6 separate regions of the Mus musculus genome follow, and all the other regions are linked to region 1. A link is a contact called in public HiChIP or PLAC-seq and promoter capture Hi-C data. All regions are on one chromosome and are shown on one strand. Each heading gives the region's core, a stretch centred on a gene start, on an enhancer-like site or on the middle of the called end of the contact. The rest is flanking DNA. Distances are from core to core; before and after follow the strand shown. Region 1 holds the start of Hoxa4 (homeobox A4). Region 2 has its middle 25 kb from the start of Gm32479. Region 3 holds the start of Snx10 (sorting nexin 10). Region 4 overlaps Jazf1 (JAZF zinc finger 1). Region 5 has its middle 88 kb from the start of Snx10. Region 6 has its middle 78 kb from the start of Gm38811.

Region 1 (4,905 bases), core at 1,673-4,172:
CTCCATCTGGGATGCAAGGACATGATGAAAAGTTATTTCACTTAATGGGGTTTTAAGATAGCGATTTGGGGAATATATGCTATCCCTGCACATGGAAAGGAACAATTGTGCTTACCAGTTTCCCAAGGAAAAAATAGTGCTTCAACCCCGCTTGGGACTAGAGCCAGTTGGTGTGCGAAGATTAGCAGGCTCCCTCTCTGCTCCATTTCAGGGCATCCCATCCCCAGGCAAGATGCTGCTGTGGTAAACTTTGGCTTGTTTTCCTAATTGAGTTACTTTCTTTCTACCTTTCGTTTGGTGTCTTGGATCTCATGTTGAAGGCAAGAGATGCTTCTTAGGTTTACTGTTTTTTTTCCAAATGATTATTTGATTCCATGGGATTTTTGCTATGGCTTGCTTGCAAAGGGAGGCTGTGGAAGGTTCAGGAAAGGTACTGAGATTGTTTATTACAGCCATAAATCTTGCAGTAAAATGTCAAAATGTCGGTGTGTGAGATAACACTTGGTGGTCCTGGCTCCGTTTGTGTTTATGATAGGAGCTCAAAGACGTGTTACAGGCCTTGGGGGATTGTGTCAGCCCATCCTCCTTAATAGAACCTCAGGAAACAGAGTTAAGTCCTCTAGCTTAACCGTATACAAAACAGTGCCTCCTTAATACTTAAAACGTGGAAACTCTGTAGACCATTCTGAGGCTAAACAACATGGATTTTTGTGTCTTAGACTCTGTAAATAATATTAAACAGACATGGTTAGGACTCCTCCAGTGCTCAGGGTTGGTGACACCAGAAGCAGACTAGATTTCCTCAAGCTTTTCATCCAACCTGAACACATGCAGATATGCAGTGCATGTGTATTTGTATGGTCTGTCTGTGTGCTACTAATGTTAGAGATGTCTCCTGTCTCATTTGTGTACCTATTTTCTTGCTATTTTCTTGCTAGAGAGAGATATCAGTTTAAAGTAGCCACATCAGGCTAGATTTCCTTCCTCCAGTCTAGAGAAGATATCTAGAGATTAGAATCTTTGTTGGTTTCCATCTATGGCTCAGATTTTCATTTAAAAAAAAAATCATGGTGCTTCCTGTCAGTGGACAGCTCTCTTTACCAGCACAGACACCCAGTGTGGAAAATCTCTTTGTACTACTTCAGGATGATTTCAATAAGAAACTAACATGATCCTTTTTTTAACCTCTTTCCCTAAATTACTTTAAAGATTAGTCTCAATAATAGTCTTCATGTGTCTAAGCATTAAATGACTATCTATCAAATAGGATATATCCCAGTATTTAGTAGCTCAAGTGAGTAACAGATATGAATGAAGATAGAATGGATGTTCTTTCTGAAGTGTCTCTAGGCTTGGGTTATAACTTTCCTGGTCTGCGTTTGAGAAGGCCGTTGTTCTATCCTGCTCTCTGAAAAATCAGCAAGGTGCACCAACGGAAACTGCTTTGCATACCCAGAGGAGAGTTATTTTTTAGAATGGCGGTGATAGTTTGCACTGCTTTACCATCATGCAAAGGATCTAGGCGTGTCTGCTATTCAGAAGAAAGAAAGAGCACAATTCCAGGTACGAGTGAGGCATCAGTATTTACTTCAAAGATCAACATTAGGTGGAATTAATAAGTAATTTATTTGTTAATAATAATGGCATAATTAGTTTACCCATCAAATTTCAATTACCAAATGGCAGGCAACAGTCCCTTCTCTCTCCTTTCCAGAGCTACTGATATCGTTAAAATGCTAATTTTTCAGCAATCGCGGGCTGGTCTGTAAATATAGCCCTTGGTTTAGATCCTGCACGAGGAAACAGCATCCAAAAGGAGAAGGGAGGGAAAAGTTAGAAAAGACCGATTGACAATTAGACCAGGCAGGGTCTTATTGTATCTCAAACTTGTTTTTGTTTGGTGATTGTTCTGAAACGCGAAGTTACTGGATTCGAAGCCGGGTTTTGTGCAGGCGTCGTCTCTCTTCCCACTCTGGGGTGGAGGTCTCACAATAGCGCCTAATAAAGGAGGCACATTTAGCTCTCCTCAGCACCTCCATCAACTGCAATATAGGAAGGTTCCAAGTCTTTAAATGAAAAAATAATGTACAAATTCTGCGTCTGAAAGAAAAAAAGTAAAAATAAGTATCCACGAGGTTTTAGTGGATCGCCCTCGCTTGCTGTACTTCCTTGACCCGCTTGTTCAGCGGCCCTTCTACCCATCCTCCCTGTGCAGCTCCAGCCCTGGCTTCGCAAAGCAGGGACTCCCTAACAGCCGGGTGGATGTGTAGGGCGTGGACAAAGAATCAAAGGGCGAGAAAAATGGGTCCGTAGGCCTCCTTCGTTTTATTCCAGAGCTAGGATAAAAAGCCAGGGTCTGCCTCTTGGTCCCAGTGCCCTTCCCTCTCCTGGAGGGCCTCGAACCCTCGGAGGACCACCCGAAGCCTGGTTGGACTGGAGATCGGCGCTGAGTCGTGGCGACCAGCTGCCCAGAGGCCTAGGACAGACGTGGGCAGGAACAGGGCTCGAAAGGACCCGCAGTCTAACAGGCCCCAACTTCTCAGCCGGAACCCAAGTTGGGGGGCCCGAGGAACCCAAGCTCGCTTCTCCCACCCTGAAGGCTAGCAGCATCCATCACGCATCCCCCGCGCGTTTCCTGATCCGGGTCCGCGCGCGCGGATTTCCCATTGGCCGGATCGCAGCACGTGGGGCGCGGGGGCGGGGCGCGCAGGGCCACGGGGAGCGCGCGCGGGCGGGGGAGGAGCGGCGCGGACTTCGGCGGCGGCGACGGCGGGAGGGGGAGGGGCAGTCGTTTGACAGCGGGGGGAGGGGCGGGCGCCGGGGCCGGGGGGGGGGGGGGGGGGGGATGGGAAGCGCGGCGAGAGGGGGAGGGGCCTCGGCGAGCGCAGAAAAACGACACCGCGAGAAAAATTAGTATTTTTGCACTTCACAAATTAATGACCATGAGCTCGTTTTTGATAAACTCCAACTACATCGAGCCCAAGTTCCCTCCTTTCGAGGAGTTCGCCCCGCACGGTGGCCCGGGCGGTGGGGACGGCGCCGTGGGCGGGGGTCCCGGCTACCCGCGGCCCCAGAGCGCCCCGCACCTGCCGGCCCCGAACCCGCACGCGGCCCGCCAGCCCCCCGCTTACTACGCGCCGCGGGCGCGCGAGCCCAGCTACCCCGGGGGCCTGTACCCCGCGCCCGCCGCCGCCTGTCCCTACGCCTGCCGCGGGGCCAGCCCCGCGCGACCCGAGCAGTCCCCGGCCCCCGGCGCGCACCCCAGCCCGGCCCCGCAGCCCCCCGCGCCCCCTCGGCACTGCGCTCCCGGCCCCACCACCCCGGCTGTCGCGACGGGGGGCAGCGCCCCCGCGTGCCCGCTGCTGCTGGCGGACCAGGGCCCGGCGGGCCCGAAGGGCAAGGAGCCGGTGGTGTACCCCTGGATGAAGAAGATCCACGTGAGCGCCGGTATGTGGCGCCGCCGGGAGGGCAGCGGGCGTGGGGGCGCGGGGCAGGGCGCGGGAGGGGACCCCCATCTGGCCGGCGCTTTGGCTGTGGGTGTGTGCGCGCCGCCCGCAGCCTGGTCCTAACGTGAGAACCCTTTTGTACCCAGGGTCCCTTTATCCTGAGATTTACGAGACGCCAAACTGTTAGGGCAGTAATTATAGCCCCCATAAATTTAATTGCCCTGGCAGAGGCTCCCGGCCATGTGTCTTTGAAGCTTTTCTTCAGCCCCAAAGCCCAGCACCATTCTTTATGGCTCTCGGGTGTTTCCCGTTGTCAATAGCCTGTGAAACATTTTCTTTGCCTTTTTATGTATCTTGTGTGAACTTGGTGTCAGGTTATTATATAATGATGATGTCCGATTGCTCTTCCCCACCCTATCTCCTCTCTCCTCCCCTCCTCCTCTTCTACTTCTTCCTCTTTGGCCTTCTCTTTCGGGGTTCTGGTGTTCAGTCAACTCCAGTTATAACGGAGGCGAACCTAAGCGCTCTCGAACCGCCTATACCCGGCAGCAAGTCTTGGAACTGGAGAAGGAATTCCACTTTAACCGCTACCTGACCCGGCGGCGCCGCATCGAGATCGCCCACACGCTCTGCTTGTCGGAGCGCCAGGTCAAGATCTGGTTTCAGAACCGGAGAATGAAGTGGAAGAAAGACCACAAACTTCCCAACACCAAGATGCGATCTTCCAACACTGCCTCGGCCCCTGCCGGCCCGCCTGGGAAAGCACAAACTCACAGCCCACACCCCCATCCCCACCCTCTCCCTGGTGCTTCCACACCCATTCCCTCCTCCATATAATCTAGAGACCTGGATCAGTTTCTCTCACTTATGTGCCCTACTCATCTCCTGCTCCTGTCCTCATCTGCTCTTCCCTAAGTAAACCCGAGACACCAAAACAAAATCCAACTTGCTGGAAACCATAACCAAAAAGAAGACATTATCCCTGGTTGGTGTGACCCCTCCAAGAGGACGTCTGTCCTCGTCCTCGTTACTGCTTAGTGGAACAACCTGCTGACCTGGACAACTTTGCCAGGATTGGACACCTGTAAGAAAGCACTGGCCATCGACTACCTTTGAGTCAGCCAGACAGCACGTGCTGACTGGGGACATGTACTTGTATGCAGAAGAAGCAGGCCGGTTCCCAGCTTCCCAGCTTTCTAACCTTCCTTCCTCTTCTGCGTTAAGGCAGCTCACATGAGCTTTACTGAGTAGACTTTGTGGACCTCACCAGATTATTTAATTTTCAAAGTGTGTAGACCTTGATGGTAGGTGTGGCATGTAGTTTCCTCTCCTTGCATTTATTTAAGATACTGTTAGAGAGATATTGTTGTCTTATACTGGGGCACAGCGTTGGGGAGAGGGAAATGCATTTAGACTCACTTACAACTGTACAGAGAGATATGGTTGTATAAAGAGGAAT
Region 2 (4,905 bases), core at 876-3,375, 860 kb after region 1:
TTGGACTTAATTTCTCACCAATCACCTGTGTGAATCCAACACTAAGGCTAAATTCCTCAACATGAGCTAGAGAGTTTGGAATGAATGTCCAAGCAGAAAAATCTCTGCCCTGGAATGACCACAATTAACTATTGGTAGCCAACCTTTGTAAGGAGGGAATGAAGTCCTGGGTCAGTATGCATTATTTCACATGGACATGACCCATGTCAAGGACCCCAGTGCCTCAGACCCACGGGAATGAGAAAACCGAGCTTGGGTGAAGATCAGAGGGAGGGCAAAGCCCTCCTCAGGGCCCAGCTGTAAATGCTAACTGTGTGTGCAGAAAATGTCCACTAAGGCTTTCTCCCTATGGAAGTTTAGAACCTGAAGAGATTGCTCCTCCAAAGGCTGCTCCTACGGAGATTAGCCACCCACCTCCATGTTTACTTTCGTGTAATAATCCCACCTCCTGGTTCAGCTGTATGCAATAACTCTGCTTCCCAGTCCAATTGTATATACTATACACTCTAGGGTGCCCTGGCTTCTCCGACAGAGAGCCCAGCCATGCAATCTCAGCCTTCTGTGTCTGTCCTTTGTTCATTCCCCTTTGCCTTGAGTTAGCGTTCCAGAAACCAAGCCATGCAAGGACAGGGCAACCTTTGGAGACAATGTGGCAGGCGTGATACAGTGACGTGAGTGGTCAGCTTGGAGCCAGAGGGTCAGGACTCCTAGCCACAGTCTGCAGAAACAGAGGGACTGGAGAGTAAGCAGCCTGCTGATGTTGTCATCCACTGCTCCTCTGTCCACAGAGCCGCCTGAGAGAACGGAGTGTGCTGGATACTGTACTGTGTAATCCATGCATTATCTCATGTGGCTGGCCCAGCACTCTAGACTGCATAGTCATCTTCCCAATATATACATTTAAAGATGAAGAAAAGTCTCCCCTCTGTACTCTCCTTTGCAACCACACCCTTTGGTCTTTAGGTCTTCTTCCCAGGGTTCCCGACTTCTGAAGGCATTTATGATTTATGGCCTCTGCAATCTCAGGGGTGCACAAATGGGAAAGCAACCCAAATGTAATTTCGGAGACGGAAGAGTGGTGAGAGATATTGAATTCACCCGATTCCCCTCCTTGGGTGTGGCTGGGGCTCTTCCAGATGTCCCCTGTCACCACTCTAGGCCTCTTTACTTTGGCTTGCAGCATGCCTGGGGCATGCTGGGAGATCCATAGTGTTTGTAGAGACCGCTGACTCTGAAGTGGCCACTCAGACACTAATAACAGAAGCAGGGAGCTGGGGAGATGGCTCCTCGGGTAAAGAGCTTCCTGGGCAAGCTCGGGGACCTGAGATCTGATCCCCGACATCCACTTAAGAAGCAGTGTGTGGTGACGCATGTCTGCAATCCCTGGGCTGGGAAGGCAGAAGGAGGAGGGTTTAGGGGCTTGAGCTCTAGTTAGTCTACCCCAACGGTGAGCTCCAGTTTCCCTGAGAGACCCCATCTCGAAAAGTAAAACTGAAGGTGATTTAAGACACCTGAGACACACACACACACACACACACACACACACACACACACACACACACACGCACAGCAGGATCATTCATGGTCTCTGTCTTGTGTCTGTGTGAACCTGACACTCTCTCTCCATGGGGATCCTGAGATTTCCATTTCTACATCTGACTAACCAATGGGAGCTGGGAGCAGTAACTGCAAACACAGAACAGCCAAAACAAACAGCAAGCAAGCAAGCAAGCAACAAGCAAGCAAGCAAGCAAACAAACAAACAAACCTATGTGTACTGGGAGTAGGAAGGGAAGGGAGCCGGGCAGAAAATATCCCTGCATTTGTTAGAAGGAACTTAGTGCCTTCTTCCGGAGCTGATGTAAATTCTGCTGTTCACAGCACAAAGGCATTTCTTTCCACTTCTTGCTTGCTGTAAGCAAGGTTAGAGACCAGAGCTGAAAATGCCTTAGTGTTAAACTACTGCCTGACACAATGAAACAAAGGCAGTGTTTAGCTCTCCCTTTTCAACATAGGAGCATCTGTTGCTATGTTAAAAAAAAACAAATGCTGTGGGAAGCCTAGTCCCAAGGGGACAGTTTGGATAGTGGGCTCCGCTCCTCCCGCCCCCAGAACAAGACCAGCCAACAACAACAGGAGCCTGACAGCTGGAATCCATTCTGGATGTCTACACTGAGCATTCACCCGTGATTAGATTTGTTTCCACAATGGTCCCAAACTCATAACATGCACTTAAAATCAAGACCCCCTTCCCAATCCCCTTAAATAAAACCTAGTCTGTGAGTCATTACTCTTTATCCAGTTCAAACTTGGTGGCTTGAAGAAGCAACCACTAAGTGCAACATGAGCCCAGCAGTGAAGTCTCCGAGGCGGGCTCACACACCACAGCCTCTGATAAACATCGAGAAGTGGGCGTTGGGATGGGAGGTTCTTGAGGAAGAGCTCTAATTGTGTAAATGTTCATACTCTTTGGCCCTGGATGTAATCAAGTGATCTTTGTGCCTTCCAGATTTTTTTTTCTTTTTTGTTAATCAAGGTGATGTGGATGATTTTTTTAACTTACATTTTAAAAACTTACATTTCATTGATTTATTGTGTGTGGTGGAGGAGGGCTCATGCACACATGTGTGCACGCGTGGAGGTCAGAGAACAACATGTGGGTGTTGGCTTTTTCCTCCCACCACGTGGGGTCTGGGGCTCAGACTCAGGTCACCCAACAGGCTTGACGGTCATTTCCCATACCCACTGAGCCATCTCACCAACTCCAGGTTAAATTTGACATAAAGTCACAGTAAGAATGATTTTGCTTTCCCAGGGCCACTCAGGTCACATTCAGGAGAGGGGACATATGGGACAAGGAGTAAGAACACCTCCACAGGGAAGGTGGATGGAGCGGTGGATGGTAAGGTCTTTCAGGTTTAGAAGAGCAGGTTCCTGCACAGAACTGAGTTTTGCCCCAGGCTTGTCCTGCTGCTGAGAAATCAGAGATCCCGTCTCTGCACAGACACGGGGGAAATAGAAACTGTACATTTGCTCCGGGGCTTTTCCTCAACTCTCCGAGCCTGGATAAACACAGAACTGCATTTCTTGGACTCAGACCCATCTGGAGTAAGGAAGCGTCCTGCTGCATTGGCTAGACATCAACCAGCGGCCACAGGCGAACGAGCAAAAAGAATGGCCTCTTATCCACGGTGGGAAAGAAATGGTGTGCAGGATTCGAGGTCACTCCACAGTGCTGGGAACACGCCAGTCAATCCGGGCGAAAGCCTCTCCTGCTTTTCCTGTCATACTACCTCTGTAGGCCAAATGTCACCGTTTAGAACCAGCCTGAAATCTTACTTGAAAGCCAAGAAGACAGATGCTAAGTGGATCCTTGTGTTTTGCCAAATCCAGATTGCTTCACAGCTTGTCCTTGTGATGTTCCCACCACTGACTGGACTCCTCTGGGGCTTTCAGTGAAGCGAGGAGAGTCACCGGATCATCATGGTTGTTAGGGCAAGAAAAGGCAGAAAAGGTAGGAGACTGACGGAAACATCGAGACTTCACGGCTGACAGATCATAGGTAGGTCTCATCAAAGGAGAAGTTTAAGTCCAAATCACATAGCCCAGTGGGACCACCACTTTGGTGGGCTCCCATGTGTGGAGCCTGCTCTGCACCATGGCATCGGTATCCTCACAGTCCAGGCTGGCACTGTTGCAGGGGGGCAGAGCACACGGGCTGCTAGAGGATCCCTGCATACTTTATCTACTATAATGTTGTTAGTTGCAAGTTGCATCAACAACCCTGCGGCCCCAGACACTGCTCAGGGAGCACCAATGCAGCCGCGAGTGTGGCCTAATCACTCATTTGGTGCCAGGCTCTGTGCTGTTTGAGGAACCCTGAACTTTTCCCAGCAGCTTACAAAGTTGGATCTTACACACAAGTACACCAAGGCGAGTTGAGGAGAGGCTGCCTGCCCCGCGTCTGAGACCATACTGACTCCAGGCCTCATACACTAAGTATGAAGAGGTGTCTCCTGTCCTTGGCAATGTGTACAGACTGCAAGGTGGTGTCCTCAGTTCCCCTATGCTGGGCATTTCTGTTCCTTGGCACCATTGAAGGGGCTACACAGATCTAGGGCTACCCCAGGATCAGACTACTCAATGGGTCTTCAGGAGCTACACCCCCTGTGAAGGACAGACTTTTGAAGCCACTGGACTGGAAATTCAGGAGGTGGGGTCCAGGCATGGATAGATTGTTTCTAAATAGCTGTCAAATAGCAGATCCCCCATTCCGCTGCTCAAGAGCATAAACTGGAAGTGGGGGTCACTGGCCAGTCTTGGCACGAGTCACAGAATGTCCTCTGGAATTCTTGTGAATAAGGCCAAGGGCTCGAAGGCTGCAGTGTTGGGCTTATGAAGGCAGAGGAAGAGCTTTCTGAGCTATGGGAGTCACAGTCTCCTCAACAGCTCGCCGCACCTGAGCAGAGAGCAAGGGCAGAGAGGCCGAGAGAGGCTGGGCTCACAGAGGCCCGGGAACATTCCTCTATTCTTTTTCTCTAAAGCTCCAACGTGAGGGGGGCTCCAGGCTTTCCAACCTCGGAAGAGCAATGTTACTAACAAACTCTGAGTAATTTAAGCCTGAGAAGCCAGTGGACGCAGGAGGAGTCAGTGGACATGAGGACGGGAGAGGGCTCGCACTCACACACTCCATATCCTCACTTGTTCTGGACCCTTGTGTTGAAGAGTGAGTGGATAAAATAATGGATTTCATTATGACATTTTCATCCCTTTGCACTGTCCTTAGCTCGTCTTAGCCTTCTCATTTCTATTTCCCCCTTAAGCTTTCAGAAGGTCTTTCCTTTAGTCGACAAAGCACAAAAGAATCAAGTTTTTAAATGAGTATTACAATTCATAACTAAAACA
Region 3 (4,905 bases), core at 2,049-4,548, 670 kb after region 1:
CACCTTAGCAAGTACCCACATATACACCTTAGCAAGTACCCACATATACACCTTAGCAAGTACCCACATATATGCACCAGCAAGCACCCACATGTACACACCAGCAAGCACCCACATATACACACCAGCAAGCACCCACATATACACACCAGCAAGCACCCACATATACACACCAGCAAGCACTCACATATACACACCAGCAAGCACCCACATATACACACCAGCAAGCACCCACATGTACACAACAGCAAGCACCCACATACACACACCAGCAAGCACTCACATGTACACCCTGGCAAGCACCCACCTGTGCACACCAGCAAGCACCCACATGTACACACCAGCAAGCACCCACATGTACACAACAGCAAGCACCCACATGTACACAACAGCAAGCACCCACCTGTGCACACACACAGAGTACAATACTAAATAAAGCTTAAAAGGGCAGAGCCTGGCATACAGGAGTCCTTTTATAGAAACCTGCAGCACATTTGCTTGTTGATTAAAACTGTAAGCTGAGTTTGGAGAAGCCATAAATAGCTTGATGCCTTAGTTTCCCCAGATGTTAGCTGAGGGAAATAATAAAACTGGCTTTATAATTTGCCATCTGATTTAGTGAGACTAACACACAATGCTCAATCCAGTTCCTCACCTATGCTAGCCAAGTGCTCTACCACGGACCTCCCCTCAGCCGGCCCTCCACCACCACCACCCCACCCCACCCGCCTTCCCCTCAGTTTCTGAGAAAGGGTTTCTCTGTGTAGCCCTGGCCCTCCTGAGCTAGCTCTATAGACCTGACTGACCTCTAACTCATATACCCTCCTGCCTCTAAGTGCTGGGATTAAAATCATGTGTCACCATTGCTAGAAAAAAACCCCTTCAAATCATCGGGTGGCGGCACAGGCCTGTGACCCCAGCACTTGGAAAGTAGGGGCAGGAGGACCGAGGGTTCAAAGCCTCAGCTCCGCACTGAGGAGTAATTAATTAAATTAATAACAATAATAGTGTCAGATATGGCGGCTCAACACCTGTAGCCCGAGCACTTGAGAGTTCAAGGCCACCCTCAACTACAGGTTATAGTAGTTCACGTCTGTAATGGAAGCACTCAGGGGGAGCACTCAGGGGGAGCACTCAAAGTTCAAGAACAACCTCTCCCACACTGCAAGTTAGAGAGCAGGCTGGACCACGTGAGACATAGCCTCAAAAAAAGAAACCCTCCAGGTGTTGAGCCACCATATCCGACACTATTGTTGCTATTGATGAATTCATTACTTTTGAGGGAGACTCTCGTGTGGCTCAGGGCTGGCTTCAGGCCTAGCGTGGTAACACCTTTAAGAGCAGCACTTGGGAAGCAGAGGCAAGGAGATCTCTTAGTTCAAGGTAAGCCAGATCTACATCGTGAGCTCCAGGACAGAGTTTTGTCATTTTTGAGACAAGGACTCATAAGGATGGCCTGAAACCCCTGATCCTCTTGCTGCCACCTCCCAAGTGTCCTGATTACAGATATGCACCATCACGCCTGACCTGACCTGCCAGCAATGACTTAAGTAGCAAACAAGGGCACCAAGAATTCAACTCAGAAGGGTCTGAAACCAGAAGTTGTGGCTAACACAATGTCCTATATAGCTTCTAGCTGGAACATGGTATAGAGAGCTTAAATGTTAACTCATACCTATTATATTTCAAAAAAAAAAAAAAAAGTCCTTTGGTGATAAATAACAGCCCTAAAATCTAAGGGACATTCCACTTGGCCACCATCACTTCAGCCAAGGCCCTTCTTTTATAGGCTGGACCCTATTCTCAGGTGGTTGTTACATCCCAGCCCCAATACCAAAAGAGGAAAAACAAACTAGTTCCCCAATTGCTTAACTCAAAAATGAAAGTAGTGCCATGCCTGGACTAAGAGAGAGAGAGAAATGAGGACTGTGTGGCAAAGGAAACACTTTAACACAGAAAGCATGATGGCGCTTATTTCAAGACCCCAAACTCGGAAGGTCTTCCCATCAGTGAAGTAAAGGAAGTGGGTAACAGTTCAGAGCAGTGGAGAAAGAAGCACGCAGGCCAGAAGGCTGCAACCCCACCCCACCACCACCATGGGCACACCTTCTTTAGGGCAGTGCCAGTCAGGCCCGTGTCTGTAGCTAAGAATGCACTGACAGAACCCGGGATGGATGGTCTGGATAACTTGAGGAAACTGCTAATGAGGTCTTGAACATCTCCACACAGTCACTTCTAAATATATCTACACTTATATCGCTATTCAAAACAGTCTGTCAGTCAACCACTCCTTTAAAAATAAACGGGAGCTGGGGTGCAGCGCAGTGGTAAAATGCTTGCTAATGACATGCTCAAGACCATGGGCCTATTCCCAGGATCAGAAGGGAGGAAGACACGGAGAGGTTGGGTGCAACCCGAATGACTGTCCCGTTGTATCCTTGCCTTAGCGACAGGAATCAAGCGAAGTCACGCTTGATTGTTGCCAGGATACTTAACCTCCTCCTTCTCCTCCTCCAGAAAAGCCCCCCTCCCCCCCCCCCCCCGATTGGCCACTGGTTGAAGGAGTTCCATAATACCCCCAGCCCACTTCCGGCCACTCCCACAAGCCCACTCCCCGGACGAGAGGGATTTTCACACACCCCTCCCACCGGGTGCATGCTGCTCCACCCTTGCAGACCTTGGTTTCCCCTGTCGCAAACTAAAAGGGTTGATGGAGATCACGAAAATTGAGATCAGTGTTCTCAATTTCTGATCCATCGCTCTCCACGCGCCTGTGCTTTGCGGAAGCAGACATCCCGTGACCATCCCCTTAACAATACTTGTAATTTTAGCAAAGGAGTGTGATGTGTCCAGAACCGATAAAACAGGCTGTTGCTTCCCAATCTCAGCAAACCCGATCATCAGCTCATCAGCGTGGGTTTCCTCCGCGGCCTTTTCCATCAATCCCACAATCCCATGAAAGAGAAAAAAAAAAAAAAAAAACCTCCCCTGGCCCTCCCAGCCTCTAAACTCAAAGGTGCCTGGCCTTGTATTCGGAAAGAAGTGGGGGTCGGGGAGAGAACCTGCTCGCTCCAGCAGCCCCGGCGTCCCCAGCCGAGCTGAGCAGGTGCCGGGGCAGGCGCGGCGCCCGCCACCCGACTCCCTCCCTAAGGCTCAGTTTACTCACACGCGGTTCTGAACGCCCGGCCCGGAGCACGGCGGAGTTTGCTGACTCAAGGCGCGGCGGCGACGAGCGCCTAAGAGCGAACCCGAGGAGCGCAGCCCCGCGTCCAGCGCACGCAGCGCCCCGCCCCGCCCTGCGCGCCCGCCGCCGCCCCCCACCCCCACCCGCCACTGCCAGCCTTAACGTAGGAAAGGCCACCTAGCTAGCGGGTCTTTCTCCCTACCCAGCAGTGAGGAATCAAGATGAGAGAAGCCAATAACAAACAAGCATGACTAGATGTTAGCAGGATCTCGATGGAGGGCATATACTGTTTGCTATAACAATATTTTTAATATCTCCGTAACTTTTTAAAAAATGTGTTTTCATGTACGATGAGGAGAAAGCTATGAGAGTCTGCCAAAGATATGTCCGGTTCCTATAGATCATCTGAGCTGGCTCTCACCCACCTGTGTGCATGGCTCAAGGCTGAGAGCACTTTTTGCCCTTGCAAAGGACCTGGCTCCCAGCATCCATACAGTAGCTCACAACTGCCTTTAACTCCAGTCACCACCCTCTTCTGCCCTAGCACTCACGTGGTGCACATACATCCAGGAAGCCAAAACAGTCATAAAATAAAATAAATAAATCTAAGGACAAAAAAGAAAGACTCAGCGAATCTTGGACCATCCAGCATCCTCCTAGAAAAGTTGTCCATGACTATATTCCATAGCTACACTGACCTCCTGAACAAAACTTGCCAAAATGCAATGTCTTATCTTAGACTCGTATCTCTGAGTGCTGCATCATTGTTTTTTTTTTTTTTTTTTTTTTGCATCATTGGTATTTAATGACCTAAAATTGCACCCAAACTATAATACATGCAACCATCGTTTGTTTTGCTTTTTGTATGTTTGTTTGTTTTTCGAGACAGCGTTTCTCCTTATACCCCTGGCTGTCTTGGAACTCACAGATTTTTGAGTTTAAGGCCAGCCTGGTCTACAAAGTGAGTTCCAGGACAGCCAAGAATACACAGAGAAACCCTGTCTTGAAAAACCAAAAAAAAAAAAAGTACAAAAACTTTACTATGAGAGCATTTAGCCCTGGAGATTGAGAATTGAATATGTGATATTTATACAGCTTAAGCCTAGGATCTTAATGTATTGTTTTAAGCAATCTGGGCACATTTCAAACCTATGTTCAAGTAATGTCTACAAAAATTCACCCTAATGGAATAGTCATTTACTTTATACTTTAAGTACTCAATAGCTGGTTTTAAACTACAATATGTTAGTATACAGTATTGGAGGACAATAGAATTTGTTATATTTTGTTTTTGTTTGTTTGGTTTTGTGTTTATTTAAGACATGGTCTTAATATATATAGCTGTCCTGGAACTCTATGTAGACCAGGATGGTTTCGAACTCACAGAGATCCGCCTGCCTCTGCCTCCCAAGTGCTGGGATTAAAGGTGTGCACACTCTGCCCAGTGTTTGACAATGCATTTAAGATTTACAACATTTATGGATTTAGCACGGTAATGACTGAAACACGTGTGCAATCTCAGCATTCAGGAGCTGGAGGCAGAAGGATCATAGCATGTTTGAAGCTTGGTTGTATTAGGAACCAACTTCTGTCTTAGTTACTTTTCTGTCACCGTGATAAGACACAATGACCAAGGCACCTTAAAGACGATGAGTTTATTGAGCTCACAGTTTCACACCATCATAATGGGAGAATGGCAGAGGGCAGGTGGGCATTTGCTG
Region 4 (4,905 bases), core at 890-3,389, 650 kb before region 1:
CACAACTGCTGCAGCGTTTTCCACTGTATAAACCTAGCCACTAAATCATGTCACTGTGGTATTAATTTCCTTCCCTAGGCTGAGGATATGCAAATACGCTAGGCTTAATCCTCATCACCTGTCCCCTGGCTGGGGCTGCCAGCAAGCAATGAGGGGGCAGCAGGCAGCAAGCAGAAGTGGAGGAAGGACCATAAATGTGGCGGCGCCAAGCCTGGGTTGGGCTGCCCTTCTTCAGCAGACCACATCTGCTGGAAAACCGCCATTCCTTCCTGGCTGCCTCAGCCTCCCAGTGGGAGATAAGCCGAGCTGGGGACCAGTCTGGCAGCCAGATTCCAGCCTGGACGAATGGTGTGTGGCTGACTTGGGATGTTTGGGATGGGTATGCTGAGCTACACCGCAGCAGCAGCTGCCCTCTTCTAACCCGGGCTGTTGACAGGTCCTGCTGAGAGCCCTTGTTCCTGAATTTAACAAATCTGGAAGCTCAACATTTTCATTTTGAGTTTTTATTTGGAAGTGTCATTTTATTGGAACCAAAATCTCTGGTCCGTTCCCCTGAGGACATACTGATCTTGTCTGAAGCACTGAATATCCTCTGGGTGAAGGTGCTGCCAGGCCCCAGGCTCCCAGCAAAACTGCAACCTTGCCCTCAGACCCCTGCCTCCTTGGTATCCTTGTAGTCTCTCAAGAAAGCCTGTTAAATGACCACAGCACCATGAAAGGATAGTTTAACACAGACATTTCTTCAGTTTCATTGTGGACTGCCTGGGTAAGAGTTCCTGTGTGTGAGATGTCTATCCACCTCTGTGAGTTGGCTAAAGCATGGGTCTCGTTATGATTCAAGAGGTTTATAAATGACCCTACACTGTATAACTTCACTACAAGGGAATATATGGGATAATGTTCCACATTGCAAGTGAATGCTTTCAGCTCATTGATGGAGTGCTTTCTTTGTGCCTGAGGCCCAAAGTTCAGTCCCCAGTACTGGAAGGAAAAAAATTAATGCTCTTAACTGTTAAGAAAACTAATTCAGTACCTTTTAATACTTATGCTGACTTAAAACTATTTGAAAGACAAGTCTCCTGAGAGACTCTCAGACTAGCTGTGGGGGCACGCAGCTGTAACCCCAGAAGTCTGGAGGGCCTTTAGCTCAACACCACCTGGGCTATAGCTATAGCAAGACTTGGTAGAAGAAAATGAACAAAAAGGTTATTTATTGATTGTTTGCTGATAGTCAAGCAGACTCCAAGGCTCACAGTGTGGCCTGGGGAGTGCCTCTCCATCAGAGCCACGGCCTTCCTTTGTTTTCTTGTCACTTTCTTGACATTTGCTCGTTTTTATCTCTTTTGATTTATGTGCATGCATATCGGTGAGTGTTGCGGCAGATGCGTGCAGAAGAAGGCTTTAGACCCCCTGGAGCTGGAGTTGCAGGCAGTTGTGAGCTGCCAGACACGGGTGCTGAACTCAGGTCCTCCTCCAGAGCTGTGGGTTCTCTTAACCCCAGAGATGTCTCTCCACCTCCCCACCGCCACAATTTTATCTTTACAAGTAGCTTTCTTTCAGCAATGTTTTATATCAACCCCATCTAAAATGTTTTAAAATCAATATAAAATGCCCTTTAAAAATCCATGCTAAGTTCCTTAAAACACTTGAGAGAGCCCCTGCATTTTCCTAAGTTGCCACTTCATGAGAATGAGACGTTGGCTGAGCAAGTCTCAGCTGTGCCCACACAGTTGACTTCTATTTTCTTCTTCTCCCTAACTAGCCTTCCTAAGCCCAGGCACCGTATAGTCTCTGAGGGATCAGTCAGAGCCTGTATTCTTCCAGACCTTAAGAACTGTTAGGACATCGACAATAAAAAACAAGTCAGTCCCCTAAAGCTCTGCCATGTCCTTTGAAGACAGAAATTTACATCCCGAACAAGCCAGCAAAGGAGGGTTTTCCTAAGGCTTTTTTTTGGGGGGGGGGAATAACCAGTGCCAGCCTGCCCTTAGGAAACATCCTTCCAGTGAGCTCTGCCTCTGGGCTCTAATAATCGTGATATCCCTCGCTTCCACTTCTGCTGATGAAAAGCCACGCTGGCAAGAGGCTGACAGGCTTGCGGCCTGCAGAGGGCGCTAGAATACCATATTTTCTGAGACAATCCTTCTAAAAATCAGAAACTGGGAAACTACAGAAGGGGGAAGGGCAAAGCCTGAGGCTTCTTAATGCTTCCAACAGTCAGACCGACTGCTTGCAGTCTGGTAAACAGGCTAGGAATTGTGGGCAAGGCCTTTCCCTGCGTTTTGCACCAAGTGTGAGATCAGATGACTCTGTCCGGACTCATTACTTTCATAGCCTAGAGCTAGTTCACACAGCAGCAGGAGTCCACCAAAAAGGCATTTAATTAATGAAATTGAAACTGGTACTTATAACTGCTGATTAGTAGTACTCAGGGTTTTTTTTTTTTAAGTATTTCAAGTAATTTATAAAGCACTTACATAAATAGAAAGCTTTAAATGCTGATATTCCATAAAAAGTAAATAAAAATATTTTTATGCATTAAGACTTAATTAAGTGTCATGATTTCATGTCACAGATTTAAAACAGGGCAGGTGAGACCTGCCAACATTACTACAGCTGCGTTTTACATGCGGAAAGTAATTAAAATGGTCGTTTATGTCTTTTTCCACTTACGGGTATTTAGAGTGCTTGGTATTACACCATGTATTTTCCCAGCAATCATATCGTGGCAGTGTATCTTAGCAGCCGATACGTTTGTTGTTGGTGGAAAGGTGAGGGGAACATTGGTCAGATGAGAAAGCTGTCCTGCACCACTGAGAATGACAAGGACTTCTTCCTGCGAGAGGCCCTTGTTTCTGTTCACATTGGCCTCTTTTTTCCGTATGAACAAAACTTAATTAATTTTCACAAGAACAGTTTTTCCTTCTATTGTCAGGAAGAAAAACAGCAGAAGGCAGAAACTTGCCTGCCCGGTCACGTGACCCCTGAGTATGTAGACCTCACCCTGTGTGAATGAGTCCTGTTTGAAGCTGGTCTGTTTCTCTTGTTTAGCTAGGAATGTGCTAACCTTAAATGGAAGGAAGACCCACCCTCAGGAAGTTGAGTGGCAGTTAGCAGTGGGAATAATGTCCTGAGTTCACACATCAGAGCTGAACTGCAATTCTCTGGATAGAACGGAAACAGATCTATCACTGTGTACTTATTTACTGCTGTTATTTATGTTAACAATCATAGTAGAATTATTACTTGATGAAGTTTTAACGATGTACATAATTTTGTGCCCCAAGAGGCATCAGCCACCACGAGAGGCTGAAGTCTCAAGATCAAGCCGAGGTCCCAGCACTTTAAAACATCCTGAGTGTAATGTACAGCAAGTGCTAGGTGAGTCCAGGGCACTTGTCATTCCTCCAGCACGGCTTAACGTCTTTTCAAGCATTCAGTCACACCTGTGAGTTGTCCCGTTGCTTGGATTGTGTGAGCAGCAGTTGAGGATTCCGAGGTCACACAGTTACATAGAGTGGGTAGGACAGCCTTCATAGTCGCTTAGCAATCACCTATTAGGAACAAGGAGTGAATTTTCCTCTCTGCCTCTCCTTAATAGCATTGTAACAACGGGGCCTATCTCTAGTGTTTCTGTTTGAACTAGTCAACTAGTGATTATTTACAAGCAACACAGATACAACTGGACCGCCAGCCGGCCACCTTCCTTTTCCAGCTGTAACCTCCTCGTACCTGTGCCCTGAGCTTGCGGTCCAGCCTGTGAGCAGGGCGACGCGTTGTCAGACAGTGAAGACAGCGTGGGCCACTCGTGTTCATGGGATGATTGACAGGCTTACTTTTTCACTTAATTTTGGAGAAATTAAGTCATTGTTCATTTTTAAACTCCTCACCAATTGGAGAATGAGCGAACTTACATTTTTTTTTAATCCCTCACTGAGGTTAGCTCCATAAAATGTCCAGCTTTCATTCCCATCCCTAACTCCCAGATCCAAAATATGCCCCCATGTTCAAACATTGTAATTCTGCAAAATATAATTTTCAAGCCTGCACCAACGAGGTGGTCTCCCCCCCCCCCACCTTGGTTAGCATTTAAAATTGCTTGCCTGTGTTTCAGTGCCACTTCCTTCACTTATGGAGCAGCTGTCCTGGAGTCAGCTCTGTAGCTTCAGAAATCCCAGCTCTGTGTGCCTGAGAAAGAGGAGTCTGAGGCAGAGGGCTGGCCAAAGGACCTTCCGGGGGCAGAGAGCTGGCCAGAGGACTTTATGGGGGCCATGTTTAGACTGTTCGCACTAATGAAACCTGAACCAGGCTCAAGCACTCCTTCCCAGCAGTCTCTGCCATTCCTCACAGTTCACAGCACATCAGTGCAAACCACCAGATGCCACGGTCAATCCCACTGGCTGTATTCTGCCCCTGAAGTTATCGCCATTCTGCTTCGAGGTTCTACTCCTTAGCTATTTTTTTAAAACTACAGCGAACAGGTAATCTATAGTCAATTCATACAGAAAAATGGGAATTTGCATTGTTGGCAAAAATCGCCACAGCTCTTCTCAATGGAATAGCCAGGCAGCTGCTGGCAAGTCTGTCCTCAGATCCCACCGCTCTGGGCAGCAGCACATGCTCAGTGTTACTTGGCGAGTCAGTAACACAGTGTGCATGTGCTGTAGCATATGGGCCGCGCCATTCCTCCTCTGCGTACGCTGCTGACAGCCCTCCTGTGCTGACGATACTGTAGAGATGCCGGCCACATGACCTCTGCCCTTCAGAAGTGAAGTACTGTTAACATGTATAGGAAAACAGAAGTGACTGAGTGCTGAATTCTGTGGCTGTCTTGGGTTGGAATTGGTGCTCACACACGGAGGGAAGTGTTGCTAGTGTGCAGATAAAAATATTACTTGATCCAGA
Region 5 (4,905 bases), core at 727-3,226, 580 kb after region 1:
TTATTTTATGTATGTGAGTACATTGTCAATCTCTTCAGACACACCAGAAGAGGGCATCGGATCCCATTAAAGATGATTGTGAGCCACCATGCGGATGCTAGGAATTGAACTCTGGACCTCTGGAAGAACAGTCAGTGCTCTTAACTTCTGAGCCATCTCTCCAGCCCCGGAGTTTCAAATTTTATATGTAGGAGAAAAGACTCGACATCAACAGACAGTGCCTGGATACAGGAGGTCAAAGACCCAGGCGCCCTGTACTGGGAGCCACGGGAGGGCTTATCTGGGGCATTTCTGGTTGTGCTTTAGGACCACGAGCACTCCAATCTCAAGATATGGCCATTATCTCCGGATCATTGCCACGATAGACCCAAACAACTCCAGTCTATCGTGTCAATGTGTATTCCGGGAGTCTTTAGTGCACGGATCATTGGTGAGGCGTACCATAAGAGCCCAGTAGGAGCCACGGCCGCATGTGGAACCCAGCACACACTCCGGGACTCCCCCAGGCCAGATCATTTGCAGCGCGCGGTGCCAATGCATACTCCGGGAGCCCTTACTCTGCTGCCTGTGCGTGATGAGGAACAATACACACCAAAAGTACTTACGAAATAGTCACAGCACATACACAGTATTCACTTTTCTAAATGACATGTCAGTGAGTTTAGCGTGGGACAAATAACCCCTAAACGGCACAAAACACTCCTAGAAGCCAACATAGCACACCATGAGACCGTGGCATGACTGCGGGCACGCCTACTGTAAACAAAGGAAAGAACGCATACCCATTAAGCCACGGGCTACGGGCTCAGGCTCCGCTGTGTATTGTCAGGAGGTTCCCCACCCCGACAACCAGTTCTGATGACTGTCCTTTTCCCTGCCCAGTTTCAACCCATCTGCAGAGGAAGAGTGGGTGGTACAATCAGAGCTAGAAAGTTCCTTGGGTCTTGCACCTCCATACCAACACTGCCCAACAGAAATAGAATATCAGTCACAGACATAATTGTAAATGTTGTTCTCAGCCACACAGCTCTAAAGAATAGAAAGCAATATTTGACTATAACACTCTATTTTATTTCACACACTATATCGAGAATATGAGCCTTTCAACATCCAATCAGTACTTTACAACAACGACCGAGAAAGTTCACTCTCTTTCCCTCACACCTTATCTTTGCAGGATTTGGACCACACTGTAGGTCCCAGATGGCCTGATGGGCAGCTGGGAAATGAATACCAGGTGGGTAAGGGGTCATGTCTTCCTTTGCCCATCTAGACAGTGTGCCTGTCTTTCTTCTTCCTTTCCTTATCAAGACTGCTAGTGTTTTCATGGTGGCCTGGGCCGGTAGGTCCGATATGGGTTTTGTAATCATAAACATGCTCATAAATACGTATTCAGAAAGACAAGAGGACAGTCCTTTGGGCCCCACAGCTAAACGCCAGCTTTAGGTCATCTCCTTGCAGCTGAAGCTGAAGGTGATCAAGGATGCCAGCAGAGAGAGAGAGAGAGAGGGGGGGGGGTGCAGAAAGGACTTCAATGTGAAGATGGTTGGTTGTGCATCCCCGGGGTCGCAGGGTCACTAGACCTAGGGGCGGCCTCTGATCTGAGACTAGGAGTCTCATCAGAGACACAAAGGGGAGGGAGGGGTGTGACAACGGAGACAAAGCGGCTGGGAAGAGAGAGATGCGAGCACTGGCGGCGGCGGCGCAGCCCCGGGACTCAAGGGACGGCCGGGGCGGGGGCGGGGGATGGCAGGCGACACGGCAGGCGATTTGAATATCAGGCTCTGCCACACTCGGGGCGCCGCTGACAACTTCATTACCTCCGCATATAAAAATGACTGCCGGGGAATGCAAATGGCTCGCGCGTCTCGACCGCCTGCCCCCGCTCCGCCGCGGGGCTGCGGGCCCGGAGCCGCCACCGCGCCGGGGTAATGAGCGGCCCAAGGCGCCTCCTCCCCGCTGGCTGGCAGAGCCTGGACGGCGTCTAGGGCGTTGCCCAGGCTCCGCCGTGTCTCCCGTGCCTGACGCTCCGCTCTCATGAGAGCAGTGTTCCTAACCTTGAACCCTGATGGCGCGGGTCCTGCCTATGCCCAGGTCACCACCCCGGAGGGCACACGACCTCAGCCTTAAAGAGGGTTCCCATCTATGCAGCTGGGAACGTGGAACTACATGCTGCTCCTCAGCCTTTCAGATCCTGCTGCCACCCGGAGGACACGGAGGCACCTGCAGGACCACCTCCCTAATCCATCCTCCAGATGGGAAACTAAGGCAAACGGAAAAACAGTATTTACTGGCGCCTTTGTCCTTTGGTACGGAAAAACCGAGGTCTCCCTCCTTAGCAAGAAGTCACACCTTGTGACAACTCCCATGGAAGGCCACCATGACAATAATTGAGCGCACCTTCGAGGCTCTCTCTATGTGAAGTGCAAGGCAATGCCACCTGCTTTCCTCGACACACACACAACCTATGGCTGTCCTGGAAACTGCAGCTTTAGCTAAGCCTGGAAAGAAACCCAGGGTAATCCAGCTAGGAAAGCTGTATATTCCCACCACCCTGGAAGTTTACTTTCTGGAGCCCTTCCTGCAGTACAGGACCTACCTACCACTTTACCCTCCCTCTCCCACTGCAACCAGAGATCAACACAAGCAATCTCTGCCTTCAGGGATCAAGTCCTTGCCATGTCCAAGGATTGGTTTTGAAAAGAGTGCGTCACCAGTTCTAACCAACACCATTTGAAGAGACATCAGTAGGAAGAGCCAGGGAAACAGGAACTTCTTGTCCTAAGAAAGTGGAAGAGATTTCCATTACTCAGCTGGGTGTGTGTGTGTGTGTGTGTGTGTGCGTGTGTGTGTTTTGCTTTGACCTAGTAACTACAGAAGAGAACGGTAACAAAGCTGCCCTTTGTTGTGGAGAGGAGACTCCTTGGAGACTTACCAAGTTTTGTGTTCAAAAGCTACATAAGAATAAGGACTACAGCCTGGTGTTGAAGCCACCGAGACTTTAATTCCAGAACTCAGGAGGCAGAGGCAGACAGATCTCTGTGAGTTCAAGGCCAGCCTGGTTTACAAACCAAGTTCCAGGACAGCCAGGGCTGTTATAAAGAGAAACCCTATCTTAGATAGATAGATAGATAGATAGATAGATAGATAGATAGATAGATAGATAGATAGATAGATAGATAAATAGATAGATGATACGGACATACAGACATACATACACAGACAGATGCTACAGAACAAAAGAATAAGAAGGAGAGAGAGGGAGAGCAAGAAAAGAAAGTAAGATTTTTTTTTTACAGTTTCTTTTCTAATTGTGTGACTGTTTTCATTTTTAAAAAGCAAAGCTACACAAAATAGATACTATGTTTTATTAATTTTGGAGTTAAGTGGTATTAATCTCAAATATTTCTCTCTGCCAAGAAAAGAAACAAGAATTCCCCAGCAAGACTTCAAGACCCTCCATGGTCTTGAGCTAACCCAACCTTATTCTTCTACCACTGTGGTACCGGTATTGCTGCACCGGCCTCCCATGACGTTCACTGCACTGTGTTGGATATTCACCTTCTCTGTTGTGCCCTCAGATTCTTCCAGGTCCACCTCAAATCCACCTCTTTCAGAGAGCAGACGTAAGCCACCTCTGTAACTGGAACAGTCAGATGCTGATGCTCACACAGTTTTGTCTCTCTTGTTCCCTTGTTTTAAAGACACCACACACACACACACACACACACACACACACACACAAACCGTTGCTTACAGGTAATCTTGTATGCTACAATGGCATTTCTGTGAATCAGAGAACATTAAATCCAGTGGAGAAACCGAGACCCTAGAGTCTAAAGAACTTTCTGGAAATTATGCTAGTTAATGATGGTGTGAGCCAACTTTCTGACTTCCTTCTTTTCTTGCTGGTCTTTATGTAACATGATGCTTTTGATAGTTAACTTGAAGGTAGAACTCACTCCAACCAGGGATCACTTTAGACTTTTAATTCGAGGTAGTATTGCCCATTCCACACAACTCAGAAGAGTAAGGACCTACTCTGCATCCTGGAGACAAAGAGCATCCTCTAGACTCCAGCCCATCAGACCCCAGAGATCCCACCCTCTGCCCTTTTGTGTCTCACACATGGGTCCCTGAATCCTATTCATTCCTGCATCTCTTCAAACCTGCAGCTCAAGGGCACAGGTAGCCAGGCCCTTGCTCCCAGTCTGGTCAGCCCAGGAGGAATGGGGAGGATGGAATGGAAGTGAGCATTGCTGAGCAACCTTCACAGTGAATTTAAAGCCACAACTTAGTCTGGACTCTGACAGTCCTGCATAAGAATATGTGTTTTGTCTGTGGTGCTGGGCTGGAACCCAGGACCTTGCACATGCAGGGGAGTGCTCTACCACGGAGCTTTATCCCCACCCCACAGAGTATATTTTTACTCCTTAGATGTTCGTTGGATTTTCTCCCTGACATCAGTGTTTGGGTTTGGAAGCCCTGGAACCTGTATCTTTTCAGTATGGAATTCTTCCGTTAGCAACAGTCATTCAAACCCACAAGCCATTTTGATCAAGTCATATATCTCTAAATAGGAGGAATTAAGACAGGCTTCAGTTCCTTCTGATTTTTAAGCCATTAAAGCACTGCCAAGTAAATGAAGGGCAGCCACTACCTTTCTTCTTCTTCCTCCTCCTCCTCCCCCTTTCTTCTTTGACCAACAATTGCTATGATCCGCACTAATGAGGTAGAATACGTTAGGAACTTTCTTCACTTAACGTTGCTCATTATTAATAAATTTTGCACTGACAAGCCTAAAGCGAGCACTTTGGATTTATGCACCTAACCTAATTACATATGCCGCGTGTACGCATTTCATTATTTACTTGACAGATTCATTCCTTGATATCATAAATAATT
Region 6 (4,905 bases), core at 1,129-3,628, 560 kb after region 1:
ATGGACAAGCTAAACCAAAGCCATTACAGTCCCTTAAAACAATCTAAACTGCGCACCACACAATATGGATTTCGTAGAAAACATGCAGGAATATGCAGAAGAGCGGCTTTGGCTTTCCAAATGTGAGATGACTGTGATTCAAACACTGCTTCTAACACTGGGGCCGTGGACCACTACTGTGCTCTGAAAGGGGGGGTCAAACACCTCACGTTAGTGATCCACTGCTTCCCTCAAGTTAAGCTCTCCTCTGAGACACCCATCTCTCTCTAACTTTGCAAATGAGAATGATATCCCCCACCCCAGGCCAGTATCTCCATCAAATATTAAAATGCACCCCAAGACCTCTCATCTCAAAATGGAATTAAGTATCCCTGAAAAAATGGGGGTGATTTAAAATGTGAACCAGCACACTGACAAAATGAAGAGGAGGGACGTCGGGGAAAGTAGGGTTCCGATGTCTGGCAGTGGCGGCAGATCTTCCTAGAGAGCCAGTGTCATGCATGAATAGTCAGGACACTTTACAGAACCTCTAAAAGGAAAGGCTAACCTGTTTGAAGGATAAAAGCCTGAGCTTATTAATATTTCAGATCCCACAAGACACAGAGGCTCCATCTGCCGTCGTCACCAGTACCTGAGGAAGGATGAGGGGCACAGTGGTGGGGGTGGGGGGGGAACCATCGCCTCCCCTGATCTGCTGACCTTCTAGAGAGGTAGATACCTGGTGACAGCAAGTGCCTATCTCAGCAGACACACTAGGAGCAGGAGAAAGTGTTAACTACACCCAGGTAGACAGTGATGAATTGACACACTGGAAAATCGAACGCTTCAGTAATCGGCCTAAGGATCTGATAGCAACAACATTTTTCAGTTTTGTCCAAATCCATTGAAAGGCGTACTTTAGCAAGTTCACTTCCCATTGGTGAGACCTTTCATCTTTGCGCTGCTTTCCTGATTGGATTCAGTGTCACCTGCACTTTGGGTGGCTGTGTGCACCAGCGGCTGACAGTTTGCTTGTGAGCAAAGGCAGAGGCAGAGGCAGAGGAGCACAAGTATAAATCGGCTTTACTCCATCATTAATTAAAAAACGATTAAATATCTATCAACATGGTTATTTAAGAAGAATTATGAAAGCGCTGCTATATAAAAAAAAAAAAAAACCACACACGCGTCAGGTACCGAGCCCACGGCACTGCGAACCGGAGATGCTGAAATATGTGCCTCTGGTTTGCAGGAAGAAGCTCCTATAACTATAATTCTAATTACAGAACTCTAATTAATGTCAACAAGGCTCCCGATAACTTCATTAAATCTTTGGAATATTTGTATCATCTGAAGACAATCTCTATCCATTAGGATGAAGAAATCCTTTAAAATAACTTTTTCTAAATGCTGCTGCTGTGTTTTTCTTCTTAGGAGACACAAGTCATAAAACTTACTCTAACATTTACTTCATCTCCAGATCAGTATTGCAGAAATTCTCCAACTCAAAATAAAACCCTTCTATCCCCCTCCCCCCAACCCCTGCCCCTGCCCCGCCCCAGAACAGATGTAACATGGGTGTCAACTACTGTCACTCTCTCCCTTAAATAAAAACTGGCTCCAGCTCGGGCCCACATCCTGTGGGAAGGCCAGCATCCTGCCCCTAGATGTCTGAGAATGACTGAGAGTTAATGTTCTCAGGGTCTCTCTCTCTCTCTCTCTCTCTCTCCCTCTCTCTCTCTCTCTCTCTCTCCAATGGCTCCTTGCAGTTAGATTCTTGATCACACTTGTCTCTGGTCTCTTGTGGCTGAGTAAGACTCTAGACCTTGTACACAACCCTTTTCACTTTATTTCTGACCCCAAAAGTCTCCAAGTGTCCGTCCGTGGGAAGACGACCTTCCATTTCCTGTCTCTTGCCATCTTGCTTTCTCCCTGATTCCATCCTCCTCCCACCCCCACCCCCAGTTCTTTCTCCTCCGTCCTTCTGTCCTTCCGATTCCACAGTCCTGAAAACTTCTTCCTCAGAGCAGTTTGCTATCTCTTCATCCAGCCCCAGCCTGTCCAGGCAGTCTGTGAGGGCTTTATCTCTACAACCAAATGCCTCTGTTAAGGTGGCCGAGAGTCTCCTCCCTGAGAGGAATTCCAGGCCAGCTCTTAAAACAATAACACTTTTCTCCAGGCTGTCCATACACTGTGAGAACATCTGGCTCATTTCTAAAAGGTTCAGGAAAAGGAAACACAAAGACAGCTAAATTCATGATAAGCACTGTAGGAAAGCATTGAAGGTGTGCCACAGACAGGAGCATAAAATCAGTATTTGGGGGGAGGGAGGGCTGTAACTTGAAGGTGGGGCCTCTTATTTCAAACTCATCCTTCGAAGGCTCAAAGGACTAGTTTGTAAAACAACCAGAGAGCTGTGTTAAACTGATAATGATCCTGCATCCAGATAACTTTCTCTGCCTTGAGGCTCCTGGGAGATTCTTAAATGGGGGTATGTGAGAGAGACTGGCTGATTTCTCACTGCAAACTAAGCCAGAACCTAAGAGGAGACAATGCAACCCCAAAGCTTAGAAAGATACAGAGAATTCCAGAGACAGGCGAAAGGTCAATTGTTTTCCCTACCCTCTCAGAATGGAGGAGACCAAGTGTCTCTCGGCTCCACACAGAGCCCAGGCCCCTGGTAACTATAAGGATGATAAAGCAGGGTGTAGCTCACATGCCCGTGGTAGGCCACCAGCCTTAGCAAAGTGGCAAAGCCCCAGAACCATGAATGTAGAGAGTGTTTCCATTCATTGCCCAAGTCAGACACATCCTGACCTCTAGCAGGACAATTCATGAAACCAGGCAATGCATTTCTTCTGCCTATTGTGGCAAAGTACTAACAGTTTCTAAACAAATGACATTAGTTAAGTCAACTAAATTTGAGCCTAAATAAAAACACTCATGTTAGCTCAGAGCTGGAGACATATATTCAATCTACTATACTTAACTCAGTGGTAAACAGGTTAAAATGCCTATCCAAATACTCGTAATCAAATCATTGCAAACTTCTTGAGTGAGGAGTTGAGCAGTCTGTTGATAACAACATCTATTAAAATATTGAGGCTCATCAAACATTTACTCCTGCTGTACCGAGGCTGCCTGGAGACATGAGAGGCTGTGCACTAGGGTAAGTGTCACATTTCAAGAGACATGGAAAGAAAGTGACTTCTTAGACGGTTATACCTGGTTAGAAATGTGTTCTTTGAATCCGACTACATGTGATTCATTCGATGCAAGCAGGGCATGCATGCTTCCTCTAGTGTTGTCGCCAACCTGAGTGTCCTGAGGTCTGAGGACTCCAGAAAACCTCACAGATTCAAACTAGCTGCACAGAGGGTGGTGGCTGAATTAAAGGGTTTGCATCGCCAAGTATTTTAGGACATACCACTTTGGATGATTCTACATCTGGACGGTACCTTCATCTGCGGGTCATTAATGTGTCAACTATAGGTTCCAGGCTCCTGTTTAGATAATATGGTAAATATTATTTGTAGATGGTTATTTCAGGTGTCAGAGTATTAAATCAACACATTCTTTACACTCCTACCTGGGGAGTCACCTCTTTTACATATAATTTCTCTCTTTAAGTAGGTCAACACCACCCTGACCAAATGAACTAGGACATGCTCAGAAGTAACCAAGGACGCATCCATGAGGTCATACTACAACTCTCATGGTGAATCTGAATCTCTAACCTAATCCAGGCGACACTGTAACAGCGCCCAGTATGACTTACCTGACCTTGCACTGAGACACACTGTATGACTTAACTAATCCTGCACTAAGGCGTCTCCTTTGACACAATCGGTTGGCAGCAATGCACGTTAGTGCAAGCAGCTGAGTAGAGTACAACCTCCCAAGCTGCCTCGAAATGAAAGTCTCTCATTATCACTGGCCATTAATGTATACTGGACAAATCAATGCACACTGTCACATTTCCTCCTGTCCTTTTTACACGGTTTCAGTTCTAAGCAACAGAGAACCCTGACCCCACTTGCCGCCCAATGAGAACATCTCTGCTTCCACAGAACTAGAACTTAGCACTCCGTGTCAGTAGCCCTTTGCTTGCATAGGACGGACATCTCCTATGTTGTGACCTTGTACAGTTTATTTTTGCCTCATCGCTTTCTTCCTGTTCCTCAATGCTCCTACAAGGAGGTGCAGGCAGCCGTCTTCACTGCCCTTGCAGTGAGTGGCCTTTTGGGAAAAAAGGTCTGAGTTACCCTTCCCATACACGACTCAGGGTTGATTCTGACAGGTTCAAGCTGGTGGCTGACTTAGACATGGGCAAGTGAGCAGAAGTCAGCTGGCAGAGCTCAATAGGCTTTCCCACCATGGAAGAGACTCAAGACAGGAGGGAGAGGGATTTTCTCTGTGTCCCAATGGCTCTCACTTTGTGATGTCTGGAACCTCAGCATCTGTTTATGGCAATGGGGGACACCTAACCAGGGCAGACAGATGAGAAGGAAGGTCGGTATTGAGCTATCCACGTAACTCATCACAAAACTGTATTTCCAAACTTCTACTTCTATGATGTGTCTCACTGCGGATCAGATCTGCATGTGTGGATCTGCGAGGCAGCAGGACTTCACTTTTATTTGTATCTGTGAATTCATTAGCCATTGTCGCTTATGTGGTTATAGAGCTTGGACACAGAACAATGAATAAAATAGGCAGGTCCCTGCAATAGAGACTGTGTTCTAGTAAATGCTGCCCGTGCATTTGTGCATTAGCCTTCTTCACTTAGTGCACCAAAGCAGGAGAAAGAAGAAACCCAAAGCTGATAGAGCGAGAGCTATGTAGCATTAACATCTACTATATGTGAGAAGCCCTCTTTCCTCCTCCTCTGTCTCTGTCTCACTGTCTGTCTCTGTCTCTGTCTGT

Evidence for each region. Promoter capture Hi-C pulls out the DNA fragments that hold promoters and counts their contacts. HiChIP or PLAC-seq counts read pairs in DNA pulled down with a chosen protein or histone mark.
Region 2: a contact with region 1 is called in an H3K27ac HiChIP or PLAC-seq map of stem cell-derived neural progenitor cells, with 3 times the contacts expected there. The contact joins the enhancer-like site here to the promoter of Hoxa4 in region 1. A contact is called at or near these places in 4 of 39 promoter capture datasets (3T3-L1-derived adipocytes, the C10 cell line and liver), 4 of 115 datasets of contacts at active chromatin or transcription factors (bone marrow-derived macrophages, differentiating embryonic stem cells, embryonic forebrain and 1 more) and 2 of 9 other capture datasets (embryonic stem cells and liver).
Region 3: a contact with region 1 is called in a promoter capture Hi-C map of the HPC-7 cell line. The contact joins the promoter of Snx10 here to the promoter of Hoxa4 in region 1. A contact is called at or near these places in 5 of 39 promoter capture datasets (the HPC-7 cell line, embryonic stem cells, liver and 1 more), 1 of 15 datasets of contacts at CTCF or cohesin (the NIH/3T3 cell line), 1 of 484 Hi-C or Micro-C datasets (bone marrow-derived macrophages), 8 of 115 datasets of contacts at active chromatin or transcription factors (bone marrow-derived macrophages, embryonic hindbrain, embryonic stem cells and 3 more) and 2 of 9 other capture datasets (adipose tissue and liver).
Region 4: a contact with region 1 is called in an H3K4me3 HiChIP or PLAC-seq map of craniofacial prominence, with 3 times the contacts expected there. The contact joins the enhancer-like site here to the promoter of Hoxa4 in region 1. A contact is called at or near these places in 6 of 39 promoter capture datasets (cranial neural crest, frontonasal cranial neural crest, hippocampal neurons and 3 more), 4 of 115 datasets of contacts at active chromatin or transcription factors (craniofacial prominence, differentiating embryonic stem cells, embryonic basal ganglia and 1 more) and 1 of 9 other capture datasets (embryonic stem cells).
Region 5: a contact with region 1 is called in an H3K4me3 HiChIP or PLAC-seq map of bone marrow-derived macrophages, with 2.6 times the contacts expected there. The contact joins the enhancer-like site here to the promoter of Hoxa4 in region 1. A contact is called at or near these places in 6 of 39 promoter capture datasets (the C10 cell line, the HPC-7 cell line, embryonic stem cells and 1 more), 1 of 15 datasets of contacts at CTCF or cohesin (embryonic stem cells), 4 of 484 Hi-C or Micro-C datasets (embryonic stem cells and induced pluripotent stem cells), 15 of 115 datasets of contacts at active chromatin or transcription factors (bone marrow-derived macrophages, craniofacial prominence, embryonic forebrain and 7 more) and 1 of 9 other capture datasets (liver).
Region 6: a contact with region 1 is called in an H3K27ac HiChIP or PLAC-seq map of extraembryonic endoderm stem cells, with 6 times the contacts expected there. The contact joins the enhancer-like site here to the promoter of Hoxa4 in region 1. A contact is called at or near these places in 2 of 39 promoter capture datasets (the C10 cell line and liver), 3 of 115 datasets of contacts at active chromatin or transcription factors (bone marrow-derived macrophages, extraembryonic endoderm stem cells and pancreatic cancer cells) and 1 of 9 other capture datasets (embryonic stem cells).

The regions. Positions count from the first base shown.
Region 1 is chr6:52,189,720-52,194,624 of GRCm38.p6, reverse strand. It overlaps Hoxa4 (homeobox A4), which reads left to right and starts at 2,922. Exons shown (of 2, transcript NM_008265.4): 1 at 2,922-3,447; 2 at 3,937-4,905. The coding sequence starts at 2,937. The coding sequence ends at 4,283. All of the region lies in intron 2 of Hoxa3 (homeobox A3), which reads left to right. LOC115490409 (a long non-coding RNA gene) reads right to left here. Exons shown (of 2, transcript NR_168044.1): 2 at 1,565-2,100.
Region 2 is chr6:51,331,376-51,336,280 of GRCm38.p6, reverse strand. No RefSeq gene overlaps it. Among named protein-coding and RNA genes, the nearest start is that of Gm32479, 25 kb to the right of the region's middle. Within about 2 kb of position 2,125, at least 66 of the 459 cell types and tissues checked have an H3K27ac peak or open chromatin away from gene starts, as enhancers often do. A contact at or near this core is called in 3T3-L1-derived adipocytes and stem cell-derived neural progenitor cells, where this site is marked.
Region 3 is chr6:51,522,296-51,527,200 of GRCm38.p6, reverse strand. Snx10 (sorting nexin 10) reads right to left here and starts at 3,298. Exons shown (of 7, transcript NM_001127349.1): 1 at 3,167-3,298.
Region 4 is chr6:52,836,140-52,841,044 of GRCm38.p6, reverse strand. The region is part of intron 2 of Jazf1 (JAZF zinc finger 1); the gene reads left to right. Among named protein-coding and RNA genes, the nearest start is that of Gm52903, 28 kb to the left of the region's middle. Within about 2 kb of position 2,139, at least 51 of the 459 cell types and tissues checked have an H3K27ac peak or open chromatin away from gene starts, as enhancers often do. A contact at or near this core is called in craniofacial prominence, where this site is marked.
Region 5 is chr6:51,609,727-51,614,631 of GRCm38.p6, reverse strand. No RefSeq gene overlaps it. Among named protein-coding and RNA genes, the nearest start is that of Snx10, 88 kb to the right of the region's middle. Within about 2 kb of position 1,976, at least 172 of the 459 cell types and tissues checked have an H3K27ac peak or open chromatin away from gene starts, as enhancers often do. A contact at or near this core is called in the HPC-7 cell line, bone marrow-derived macrophages, embryonic forebrain and 4 more, where this site is marked.
Region 6 is chr6:51,630,889-51,635,793 of GRCm38.p6, reverse strand. No RefSeq gene overlaps it. Among named protein-coding and RNA genes, the nearest start is that of Gm38811, 78 kb to the left of the region's middle. Within about 2 kb of position 2,378, at least 27 of the 459 cell types and tissues checked have an H3K27ac peak or open chromatin away from gene starts, as enhancers often do. A contact at or near this core is called in extraembryonic endoderm stem cells, where this site is marked.